Regions from separate parts of the Zea mays genome. Here region 1 is linked to region 2. Evidence: chromatin contacts called from public Hi-C data. All regions are on one chromosome and are shown on one strand. Each heading gives the region's core, a stretch centred on a gene start, on an enhancer-like site or on the middle of the called end of the contact. The rest is flanking DNA. Distances are from core to core; before and after follow the strand shown.

Region 1 (6,143 bases), core at 2,966-5,465, 390 kb before region 2:
TATAGCCACCAACCAAATTGTAGCCGTTGGAGAAGGCTGCTCGCGATGGGCGCACCGGACAGTCCGGTGCGCCACCGGATAGTGTCCGGTGCGCCACCACGTCATCTTCTCGTTAGGCCCTGAAGTTGGTCGACCGTTGGAGGCTTTGTCCTCATGTGGCACCGGACAGTCCGGTGCAACACCAGATAGTCTGGTGCCCCTCTGACCGCTGCTCTAACTTCTACCGCGGTACTGTTCATCCGTCAGAGTCGACCATTGCGCGCAGATAGATGTTGCTCCGCTGGTGCACCGGACAGTCCGGTGGCACACCGGACAGTCCGGTGAATTATAGCGGAGCTGCGCCTGGGAAACCCAAAGGTGAAGAGTTCGAGCTGATTCACCCTGGGGCACCGAACACTGTTCGAGCCTTCAGTTTCCTTTTTGCTCCTTTCTTTTGAGACCTAACTTGTTCTTTTGATTGGTTTGTGTTGAACCTTTGGCACCTGTAGAATGTATAATCTTGAACAAACTAGTTAGTCCAATTATTTGTGTTGGGCAATTCAACCACCAAAATCAATTAGGAAAATGTTTGACCCTATTTCCCTTTCAGTGTGGCCAAAAGTGGACCGGCAGTAATGGCGGCAGCAGACGAGCGGAAGCAGCGGTCAAATCGCCTCCAGGCTCACGTCCCCTCCTGAAGCGGCAGGGGAGCCCTCTCCTACGGCGTGAAGACGACGCGCCTGTGTTCCGTTCCTCGAACGACCCGCGCACGCGGTCGCCCCGCGAATCGCCCGTCCCGTCGCATTAACTCCTCGGCAGGGCAAGCGACACCTTTGGCAGGCGAAGCGGGCGTCGTTTCACCTCCGCCATGATGACCGCGTCAAAAAAGGTGCGCCACACCGTTTAAATTCATATCCTTTTCCTCTTCCCCTTTCTCTCTTTTGCTACAGGGACCGGGAAAGAGGATATTTCGAAAGGGATCCTTCTCCGCGAAGGAAGCGGGCCCCGAGCCCATTACTGATCAGGGGTTTGAAGGCTAGCCCCTCGGAAGGGTTCGACAGTCGCCCTAGAGCACTCGGGCTCTGCGCCCACTACTGATCAGGGGTTCGAAGGCTGGCCCCTCGGAAGGGTTCGACGGCCGCCCCAGAGCACGTAGAGTGAGGGATGACTCTGGGTACGTCCGTTACATGGTCAAGGCTCGGGCTACGCTCCCGAGGTACCCTAGGACATTTCCGAGACCAGCAGGAGCGATTTTGTAACGAAATCCCATCAGAGGGAGGCATCGAGCCCTCGGACCCTATCGAATGGGTCCGGGTCCGGCAAATCACCTGCAGGTACTTTTGGAGCGCGCCTCTGGGCCACTAGCCGACCCTTATCGAACGGGGCACGGGCGTCCACTCGGATCACCCGTTAGCAACTCACTGGAGACACCATGTTCGGCGCCCTCCGAGGGCAACATGGCGCTCCCCCCCTTCCTCCTTGCGGAAAGGCGACGAAGGGGCGTATAGTAAAAGTCGAGACAGTCCTTGATCGTCCTCTCGCTCCGTGCAGAGGCTCGGGGGCCGCTCTCGCAACCCGGCTATGGCCAAACCGTTGACAGCGTCAACAAACCAGCCTAAAAACTCGGAACCTGACCATGCACCCGGGCTACAATCAGGTCGCATGAGTGAACAACCAGGCCAGCCAAGGCATCACGAAAGGCATTAAGACCTCAGAGGAGTCAAACCACTCCTCCGAGGCCTCGGGGGCTACACCCGGCGGGTGCGCTCGCGCGCACCCACCGGAACAAAGTATAGCCGAGAAAGGCCGGTCCCCTCGCAAAAAAGTGCGGCAAAGCCTCCAAGCGAGTACCAACACTCCCTTCGAAGCTCGGGGGCTACTATCGGGTACCATAATTAGGGGTACCCCCAACACTCCTACACACGACTAGTAACCACCATCAGCACAAACCGCAAAGACTGATGGGCGCGGTTTAGGTCAAGGCTTTGTCTACCCAAGGGGCGCGATCTCGCCTCGCCCGAGCCCAGCCTCGGGCAGGAACTGTAGTCCCGGACGAAGTTACGTCTCGCCCGAGGGCCTCCTCAGGCAGTGGGCGCACCCTCGGCACGCCCGAGGCCCAGCTCGGGCAGGCTTCGTCGAGAAGCAACCTCGGCCAAATCGCCTCTCCAACCGACCGTATCGCAGGCGCATTCAATGCGAGGATCGCCTAACACCTTATCCTGACACACGTGCCTCAGTCGGCAAGGTCGAAGTGACCGCAGTCACTTCGCCCTTTCGCTGACCGACCTGACAGGAAAACAACGCCGCTCACTCCGCTCCGACTGCTATGCCACCCACCAGGGTGAGGCTGACAACAGCTAATTTCAGCCTCAGGCGCAACAGAAAGCTCCGCCTCACCCGACCCCAGGGCTCGGCCTCAACCTCGGCCTCTGAAGGTGGTCTCCGCCTCGCCCGACCCCAGGGCTCAACCTCATGAGGAATCGCGTCCTCGCCCGACCCCGGCCTCGGCCTCAGGAGAAGTCTCCGCCTCGCCCGACCTTGGGCTCGGACCGACCGCGCCACGGGGGATACATCATTACCCTACCCCTAGCTAGCTCAGGCTACGGGGGAACAAGACCGGTGTCCCATCTGGCTCGCCCCGGTAACAAGTAATGATGGCTCCCCGCGTGCGTCCATGACGACGGTGGTTCTCAGCCCCCTACGGAAGCAAGGAGACGTCAGCAAGATCCCAGCAGCACCGACAGCTGTACTTCTACAGGGCTCAAACACTTCTCCGATGGCCACGTTATCGCCTACGCAGGGCTCAAGCACTTCTCCGACAGCCAAGTTGGCATGTACATAGGGCTCAGGCACTTCCCTGTCAGACACATTAGCGCCTAGCTACACCCCCACTGTACATCTGGACCCTCTCCTTGCATCTATAAAAGGGAGGTCCGGAGCCTTCATGCGGGAGGGTCGCGCGGGAGAACGAGCTAACGAACAGGCTCACTCTCTCTCTCTCTCGCGAACGCTTGTAACCCCTACTACGAGCACACCCCCCTGGCGTGGGATAACACGAGCCGCTTTCTCCCTTGTGTTCCATCTCCCGCCAACCCATCTGGGCTGGGACACGCAGCGACAAATTTACTCGTCGGTCTAGGGACCCCCCGGGGTCGAAACGCCGACAAAGGTTATGTACAATCTTGAGCCCTTGGACTGGTTTTCCAAATACACATGTAAGGGACTATATGATATAGCATTGAGCCTCTAGATAATAAATGCAGTCAAGACACAATATATATAGAGAGTCGTATAGAGAAGGTGAAGAGCATGTCTCTTGATATTTTTTCACTTGGCCCACTAGTGACCCATCAAGAGACCCATTATTTAATTGGGTGTTACATGCCCTAAGAGCAAGTTTATTATTATAATATACCCGGCTGATAGCTATAAGGATACTTGTAGCCAACTACTTTTGGCTGCATGTATATTAGTTAGCTTTTCACTATTAATAAATGGTCTACTTATGTATCTTACAAAGTTTCTTGATTATCGTGTCTAAACCAGTTGTAAGTTTACAACCCGCTTTTCCTCTCTCTTCTCAATATCAGCATTTAGCCTACTGTAGACTATTATTATACTTGCTCTATAGGAACCAAACAAGACAATATTTTTGTTATCGCCTGAACAACACCTTTTGTATGCCTGAAACTAATAAGACCATGTCCAATAGTTCACTTATATGGTCGCTCAAAACACTGTTTTGCATTATAGACTGCACTATTTGCAGCGTAAAGTTTAAATATTAGTATGAGTATGGCTATGCTGCTAGAGATAGCCTAATAGCATGACCCGTCGCCAGGCCTTATCTCGTCAGACTCTCTTCAATGCTTACCGCAGCCGCCCCCCTTCACGACTGTAGAGGCTGCAACATCACACCAAGAGATAGTTCATCGGTACCCCCTACATCCTCCACTATCTGTGACAGTGATAGCTGCTAGCACAGTATACCACCAAATGTGTGGGTGCGACAGTAGCCACCCTAGCGTCGATGTGTGTGCTAGAAAGTGTTTGCTAGTGGAGTAAAAATTTGTAATAAATAAGAAATATGTATAAAAAATGATATTTTATAGAGGTAGTGATTTATAGCGAGAGAATTTAGAGTAAATAGCTTATAAAGGGTAGAGATATAGGGGAGAGAGTGTGCTGATGTGGCATACTAATAAGAAAACATCGACCTTGCAAAGCGGCCTGACAAGTTTTTGTATTCGCCCAAGCCCGGCCCATCCACCATCCGCTGCTACTCTTCATCACAAACCCTAATAAATCCATCTCCGCCTCTGGTTCGTCCTCCATCTCCTCCCAAATCGCGGCACCAAGCACCCGACCGCTTTCCGCATGGCTTCCCACATCGACTTCCGCTGCTTGGATGAGGGCCTCGGCGGCGAGCGCGGCAAGCGCAAGCGTCGCGAGGATGCCGAGGCGGCGGCCGCGGATTCCATGGACCTCGATGCCGACGCGCACCGGCCGTCTAAGCTCCGCGCCATGCCTTCCCTCTCCGACCCCTCGAAGCCGGCCTCCTTCGGCCAGCCCACCTACGACGGCGTCATCGCAGGGCGGTTGTCGGGACGGCGGTGGAAGGAGGCCCGCACCCGGCGAGCGTCGGCCGTGGCGGTGTCGCGGAAGCCGACCCCGCTGGAGCAGCGCGTCCGGGAGAAGTCGCTGAAGCGCGCGTACCAGGCCCGCAAGGCGGAGCTCAAGGAAGAGATCCGGCAGAACAAGGTGGCCAAGCGGAAGGCCCGCGAGGAGCGTGAGAAGCGGAAGCAGGAGAACGTGCTCCGCACGGGCACCAAACTGCAGAGGGTCACCAACCCAAAGACGATCCAGAAGATCGCCAAGTCCAAGAAGCGCAAGCAGCTCAAGGTCGTCCCCGACGAGTTCCTCGGCGGCAAGAAGTCGGTGGCCAACCGGCGCATGCAGGTGCCTGGACTCGAAAATTGAATCTGACAGGCCTCGATCTCTCTGTATCTGTTCTGTGGCGGCGTTGAGTTGGCAAGGTTAGTTCGACGACGATTTTGTACTTGCTTCTGGTTATGTAGTTTGAAGCGTGATTAAATTAAGCGATTAAAATGGCGTGCAATAGAAGTTATCAAGTTCTGATATGAGATTTTACTGCCGCATAGTCAATTTTGTTGGGATTATGGGCTTTCGATATGAGGTTGCCAATACATCTATCCATCAGTGACCTTTGTATTAACTGCCTGTGGTTTGTTGCACTTGATCGTCAATCGACGTCACTCGATTGTAGGTTCATAGGTTGCAGACTATTGTCCAGAGGCTGGTGGATTTCAGAGTCGGAATCCAATATGGTTAAAGGCTCTGATCTGCAAAGTCAAATTCTGCAAACACCATAGTATAGTTTCCATTCTCAAGTCCAACAGGCAAGACACTGTAGTTGCAAAACATTGGCATTTTGTATCAAAACATGAGCTCTGAGCACAAATAGATGCGTTCGAGGAACTATTGTAACATGAACTGACCTATCATTATATTTGTTTATCACAAAATTGCTTGCCACCAAATTCCTATTAAAAGAAACTTGAGAAACATCAGTGTAATATGGAATAGTTTCTTTACTCGCAAAAAGGTACATCAGGGACAAATGAACTCAGGTAGATGGTTTCTACTTCTTGAATGATTTTGAAACATAGGTAGACCTTTAAAAGGAGATATAAGCTATATGCAGCATAGGTGGCTTTTTTAGATGCATGAAATTTTGAAATGATAGCTTAATAAAAGTGTATACTACAGGCCTAATATCCATGCTGGACTGAATTATCATTAAAGGATAGCAATAAAAATGGTGTTATAGAAGTCAATCACTTACAATTGCAACTCCTGAAAGGCTATTATTATTCCCGAGAAACCTGGATTGAACAACTTCGCTAGCATTAGCAAATGACTAGTGCCCAAAACATAGAAACAAGTATTGGGAAGCACTAAGAACCACACAAGAACTTGAGTAAATTTAGATTCACCAGGTCTTGTGGTACATCACCTATGATATTATAAAAACTCAAATCCCTGTGATGGAAAATAGGATGAGCGTAGGATGGAAAGGAATCATCAAACGATGCATAAACCATAGCAGTTCATCAAACCATATTACACAGAAATACACTTGA
Region 2 (5,834 bases), core at 33-2,532:
GGCTGAAATCTTAGGCACGGGTCCGTGAAAGTGGCAACCGAGGCAAAACCAAAACGGATCGGGGGTAAAAGCACCCGTCTTTTCCCCCCGAAACACGTAGCCGGACCCGGACGAAATCCTGTCCCAGACAACGACCGGCATACGCTGGGAAGCCTGCCTGTCTGGCGTCTGCCGGATGTAGCTCTGCTTGTTTTGAAGAGAAGATTTCTACGATGTGGTTCTGCTACCTAAGAACTGCCATATTATTTATGGCCTAGTTTTGAAGGTAACACTTGTGCTTCTCAACACACTTGAAAATGAACTTGCATAATAATAATAATACGTATATAGGCCAGTTGCCTAGGCCTAGCCGGCTAGCCCACAGAAGAAGGAACAGGTTCGCTTTGTTTTCGCTGGCTTTCTGTTGTTCTTTCGCTCCAACACGACACAAAAAAGCAGTCTGTCAGAGAGAGAGTGAGAGTAAATGCTATAGAGTCACAGGATAGAGACATCGTACGCGGAGAAAAAGACGACACACGGTACTCACATGATCCATCATCATTTGATCACACAGCCTCCTCCAAAAGAAGAAGAAAAAAAAGAAAAAAAAGAAAGTGAGAAAAAATAACACTCGTACAGCCAAAGCACACCGTCATGAGCTTACACGAAGCATCCCCGCAGCCGCAGGCAGAGCCGAGCGAGATGCCCTTATCATTACTACACCTCAATCTCATCTCATCTCAGAGGGGAATCCCCACCGCCATTATCTCAGCTCCAAATCCAACCTGCACAACAGGCTGAAGATGAGCGTGAGCTGGAGCCTCCTCTCCGAACAGACACAGCCAAGGCCAAGCCGAACGATAAACAGAGGAGCTAAATACGGAAGACATTTTAAATAAGTTCAGTCTTCACTCCTCGTTATACCCAAAAAAAAAAACTTGTCTCTTTCGCTTCATGCCTTCATAATCAAATACAGATAGGTGATTTTGAAATTTCACATAATCTTTTCTTTTATAGTAGATAGATGATTAAATAAATAGGCCTAACACGACAGGGTCTTGATCGGCGCCTTTTATTAATAAGCAAGAAGATGGTGGTGGATGGCCCCCAGCACGAGGACAAACAAAGACCAGCTCTCCGCTCCGCCGCACCTCTCCCCTCTTCGCCCAGCCGCTGCCACGCCCACGCGCAATCAGAACTGCAGGCCAGCACCACCTCCACCCCCCCCCCCCCCCCCCCCCCCCCCCCCCCCCCGAACGGCTATAATTAGGCGGTTGCCGGAATCCCCTCTGTCTCGCACCGCAGCAATTCCCCGGCCCCTTCGCACCGTTTCCCTCTGCGCTCCCACCCCCCGCCCCCCGAAATCACCGCCGCGCCCCGCGTCTCGCCCACGCTCACAAGGAAAGGAGGGGAGGAGACCGGGGCCCAGACGCCAACGCGCGGACCCCTCGAGTAGGGCGAGGTCCGGGCTCCGCTCCCGGTTTCCGGGGAGAGTGCGGAGGACCCCCATCGTGCGCGCCATTGAACTCTGCTCCCGGCTGCTCGCCGGGGAGAGGGCGGAGGACCCGATCGTGCCGTCTCAACCCGCTCCGCACCCGCGCGGCCGCGGGCGTGGTGCTCCCGCGCCTTCCGGGCGCCTCCTGCTTCTCCGTGCGCCCTCGGCTCCATGGAGGCCGGCTACTGCAACCGCAAGAAGACCGACGGCATCTGCGAGTCAGTCTGCGACAGCGAGGTGAGGCACCGCTCCGGCTCCAGCCAGACAGATCTGTCCCTTTCCCTACCGCTCCGCCGCGTGTAACGCCTCTGCGGATCGCCTGGTCCGCCGGGGGGAGACGCGGACGCGGTCGTCGCGGTGCTTGTCTTTTCCTCTTCCACGCTGCTTAAACGCGTTTTGCTCCACGCTGAGCTGCTTGCTTGCTTCGACCTTTTCACCGCTCCAGTTGCGCGGCGTGTTCGCGGCGGCTGCTATTTTGCCGATCTCAGCAGGGTTGCTGTCTTGGATCGGGTGCTCGTGAGATTTCCACAGCCTGGGATCGCATATGCTCGCTTAATTGCGTCCGCGGCAGGCATCTTCCACCTGCCGCGGGTGCTGTGGATTAGGTGGTGCTAAACAAACTGGGGCGCCTGGATGCTTCCGGCTGCGCTAGAATCTCTCCACCTGTATGGATCGGGTCGTCTGCCTAATACCGGAATGAATCTGTCTCTCCACCTGTAAAAGTTTCCAGCTTTTTTTTTTGAACAATCCCCGATTGGTTCCCGTGCCGTAGATGGTGAGGGTTCATGCCGCAAAAGTAATTTTACAGGCTGTTTCCTTCCTTTATATGATACACAAATAAAATTAGCTGATGATTGCTTTCCTCTGTTGGTGGATCCGCACCAGCCTATCACTGATAGATATATTGTTTTCAAAACAGAAAATGCGCATATTCCACCAGACCACCGCTTACTTCTTTAATCTACTGCACATGCATTGTTTTGATGGCCTTTAACACAGCTGCACACTCACGGCGCGGCGGATATTTTAGAAGCTCGTGTTCTCAACATAGGAGTTTGTGATGGCTGTGATGTTCCCTATGTTCAGCCGTTGGATTCATGGTGCTATGTCGTGTCCAGCCAGCTTTGTGCTTGAATAAATAAATGCTCATACGCTCATGTAGCCAGTATTTGCCGTTCTCATGTTTAGTAAATTAAGGCATGTTCCTTCTTTTTGTGTAGCATTTGTTTCGGCAAAACTCAATGATGCCTCTGTCTACAATGCACTAGGTTTCAGTGTTTTTTAACCTCTGGTTGAGTTAGTGCTGCAAAAGTGATCTCCTGACTCTTGACTTTGGAATGATCAGCACTGTTTCAGAGTACAGTTCATTGTATCTGTCACATGTTGTAGCTTTCCAGTTTACTTCTAGTTTAATTTATGCCTTGTTATGATGTGTATTGGTGCATGTCTGATTTCTTATTTGCTCCCTGATACTGTCTGCAGTTTGGCTCGAAGTCAGTCCTGAGCATGTCAAGGCTGAAGTGCGCACTGCGGGGATTTGATCTGAGGGTTCTCTTGATCCTACTGATTGGTGTGCCAATTTTGATCTTTGCCATATATGTGCATGGCCAGAAGGTGACTTACTTCCTCCGACCAATCTGGGAGAAGCCCCCAAAGCCCTTCACAATACTCCCTCACTATTACCATGAAAATGTCTCGATGGGTAACCTATGCAAGTTGCATGGATGGAAAGTCAGGGAGACTCCACGCCGTGTCTTTGATGCCGTGCTCTTCAGCAATGAGCTTGACATCCTTGATATCCGCTGGCACGAGCTTAGCCCGTATGTGTCAGAATTTGTGCTGCTTGAGTCCAATTCAACTTTTACCGGCATAAAGAAGGACCTTCACTTCAAGGAAAACCGCCAACGGTTTGGCTTTGCAGAGTCACGGTTGACCTATGGCATGATAGGTGGAAGGTTTGTGAAGGGAGAGAACCCATTTGTCGAGGAGTCGTATCAAAGGGTTGCTCTCGACCAGCTCATTAAGATTGCGGGCATCACGGATGACGACCTGCTGATCATGTCTGATGTTGATGAGATCCCAAGTGGACACACCATCGACCTCTTGAGATGGTGCGATGACGTTCCGGAGATACTCCATCTCCAGCTCAGGAACTACCTCTACTCGTTCCAATTCCTACTTGACGACAAGAGCTGGAGGGCTTCAGTGCACAGATACAGAGCTGGGAAGACGAGGTATGCACATTTCCGGCAGACGGACGACCTCCTGGCTGATTCAGGGTGGCACTGCAGCTTCTGCTTCCGCTACATAAACGACTTCATCTTCAAGATGAAAGCCTACAGCCACGTCGACCGGATCAGATTCAAGTACTTCCTGAACCCGAAGAGGATTCAGCATGTGATTTGCGAAGGGGCTGACCTTTTCGACATGCTTCCCGAAGAGTACACGTTCCAAGAGATCATCGCCAAGCTGGGGCCTATCCCGAGTACATTCTCCGCCGTTCATCTCCCTGCCTATCTGCTGGAGCAATTCGATCGGTACAGGTACCTTCTCCCAGGCAACTGCGTTAGAGAGAGTGGCTAGGCAGCTGGCTGCCCGCCGTCTGCATCATGACCCTGAGGCGCACGGACGTCGCTCTCTCGCGGATGTCTGTCTTATGGCGGCGGGGGTTGTGTCCGATACGATTGGCTGACTTAGTTGAGTGATCGCTTGGCTGCTGGTTGAGTTCATATGGGATTTTTGTGTACCGTGTAACAGAAACCATGGAAGGCCTGACGGCTGCGTAGCGCAGCGCGTGCTTGATCGCTGCTGCGTTCTTGTTTGGCAGAGGAGAGCTGAGAGCTTTTTGTTCGTTGCTTCCATGATTGATATATGATGAACTCAGAACCTGTTGTAGATCTCATACCGCCGAGCGACATTCAGATTCTTTCTTTCTTTGCTCGTGATGTACATTGCCGTTCACTTACCTAGTTACGTTGAGCCATAGATGTTTCCAATCCAGTTTCTGACTGTTTCTCATACCTGTTGACCATAAAATAATTTTCCGGGATGCCATCTGTTTGCTCTATTACTCGAAGCGCCGAGGTGGAAACGATTCTTACTGACGTCTCGCCATTGGTAAAAGCAGGCTGGTTGATCTCCAGGCGGGGGGTAAAAAAAGGTGCTCTTTTTATGGTCGTTGGTGGTTGGTAAGATCTGAATTGAGGGGTTTCTGCGTTTGCGAAGGATTCGTTTGTTGATTGCCTGAGCAAGGGCGAGCAACCCGTGATGAGAGGCGGGGCATGTGTGGGGCCTTGCCTGGCTGGATGGAGCTGAGCTGGTGCGAACAGGCTGTTGCTGTCGTGCGTGCACAGTCCACTTCAGCCAGATTGGCGAACATGCTGCGAATTGGCTGGTCGTATGGCTCGTAGCGTCTTGCTGATGCTGCCTCGCTGTGCCCTGTTCCTGCACTGCACGCCCATCAACAGTTTCAGACGAGCCTTTAGGGCTTGCTCGTTCTACTGTGTCAATTCATGTGGATTGGGGTGTATTGAGTCGGCTGCCATCTTTTTGGTGCGCTGGTCGGAGCCGAGCTAGTCGTAGTTGCAGTTGCTGGCGCCGTCATCCGCAGATTTTTCCAGCCTACCAGGGATGTACTGGTGGGCGGCATGGCCAGGCCAGGGATGGGCATCGACCGCTTCGTTTGTCTCTGGTCCTTCCTGCCCGGGGCAAACGCGCGTACGGCGTCCCTGTCCCCGCTAGCTGCCGGCTTCGCCGCCCGTATCGCCGTGTCCGTTGGAATCTCGCTCGTCGCCACAGATAGATAGCGCTTGGTTTGGTTTGACTCGTCCGCACGTCGCGGCCACGCCCGGTCGTCATGCACCAGGAAAATGTCTCCGTTGCTACCGCTTCCAAGCTGCAAAAACAAAAGCTCCAGCCAACAGCGTCCCATTCCATGCAGTCGTACTACCGCGACCACTGTTGTTGAGTTGATTGCAGCGCCCACCCGTGGCCGTGGGTGGGTTTGCCATGACAGCTACCACCAGTGGTATTTCGTCATTATGTGGCCGCTCTTATTTGGCCGGTTCTGCCCTAGTACAAAAGTGTTTCCGTGCATCTCGAGGACCGGAATGGACGTGTAGGGGAGTGAAAACGGGACTAACAACACGGATGGACAATAAGTCATCCTTTATCCCAATCCTAATATATTTCTAACCAAATTCGAGCTGAGATACACATAGTTCGAAACAGGGACATATATGGATACATGGACCATATATTTATTCAGATAGATAAGTGACAGATACATATATTATTTGGCCGGATACATGTGGATACCGGATACTTATCAAATATTGCATGGATTGCTTATTGTCCACCA

The links. Hi-C and Micro-C count contacts between places; a contact is called where the count stands out from the background.
Region 1: a Hi-C map of endosperm shows a contact between it and region 2, with 4 times the contacts expected there. The contact joins the promoter of LOC100277318 here to the promoter of LOC100282765 in region 2. A contact is called at or near these places in 2 of 25 Hi-C or Micro-C datasets (endosperm and leaf).

Annotation. Positions count from the first base shown.
Region 1 is chr4:135,948,797-135,954,939 of Zm-B73-REFERENCE-NAM-5.0, reverse strand. It overlaps LOC100277318, which reads left to right and starts at 4,215. Exons shown (of 1, transcript NM_001150918.2): 1 at 4,215-5,095. The coding sequence starts at 4,357. The coding sequence ends at 4,959.
Region 2 is chr4:135,554,867-135,560,700 of Zm-B73-REFERENCE-NAM-5.0, reverse strand. It overlaps LOC100282765 (N-acetylglucosaminyltransferase III), which reads left to right and starts at 1,282. Exons shown (of 2, transcript NM_001317937.1): 1 at 1,282-1,711; 2 at 2,957-4,374. The coding sequence starts at 1,646. The coding sequence ends at 4,057.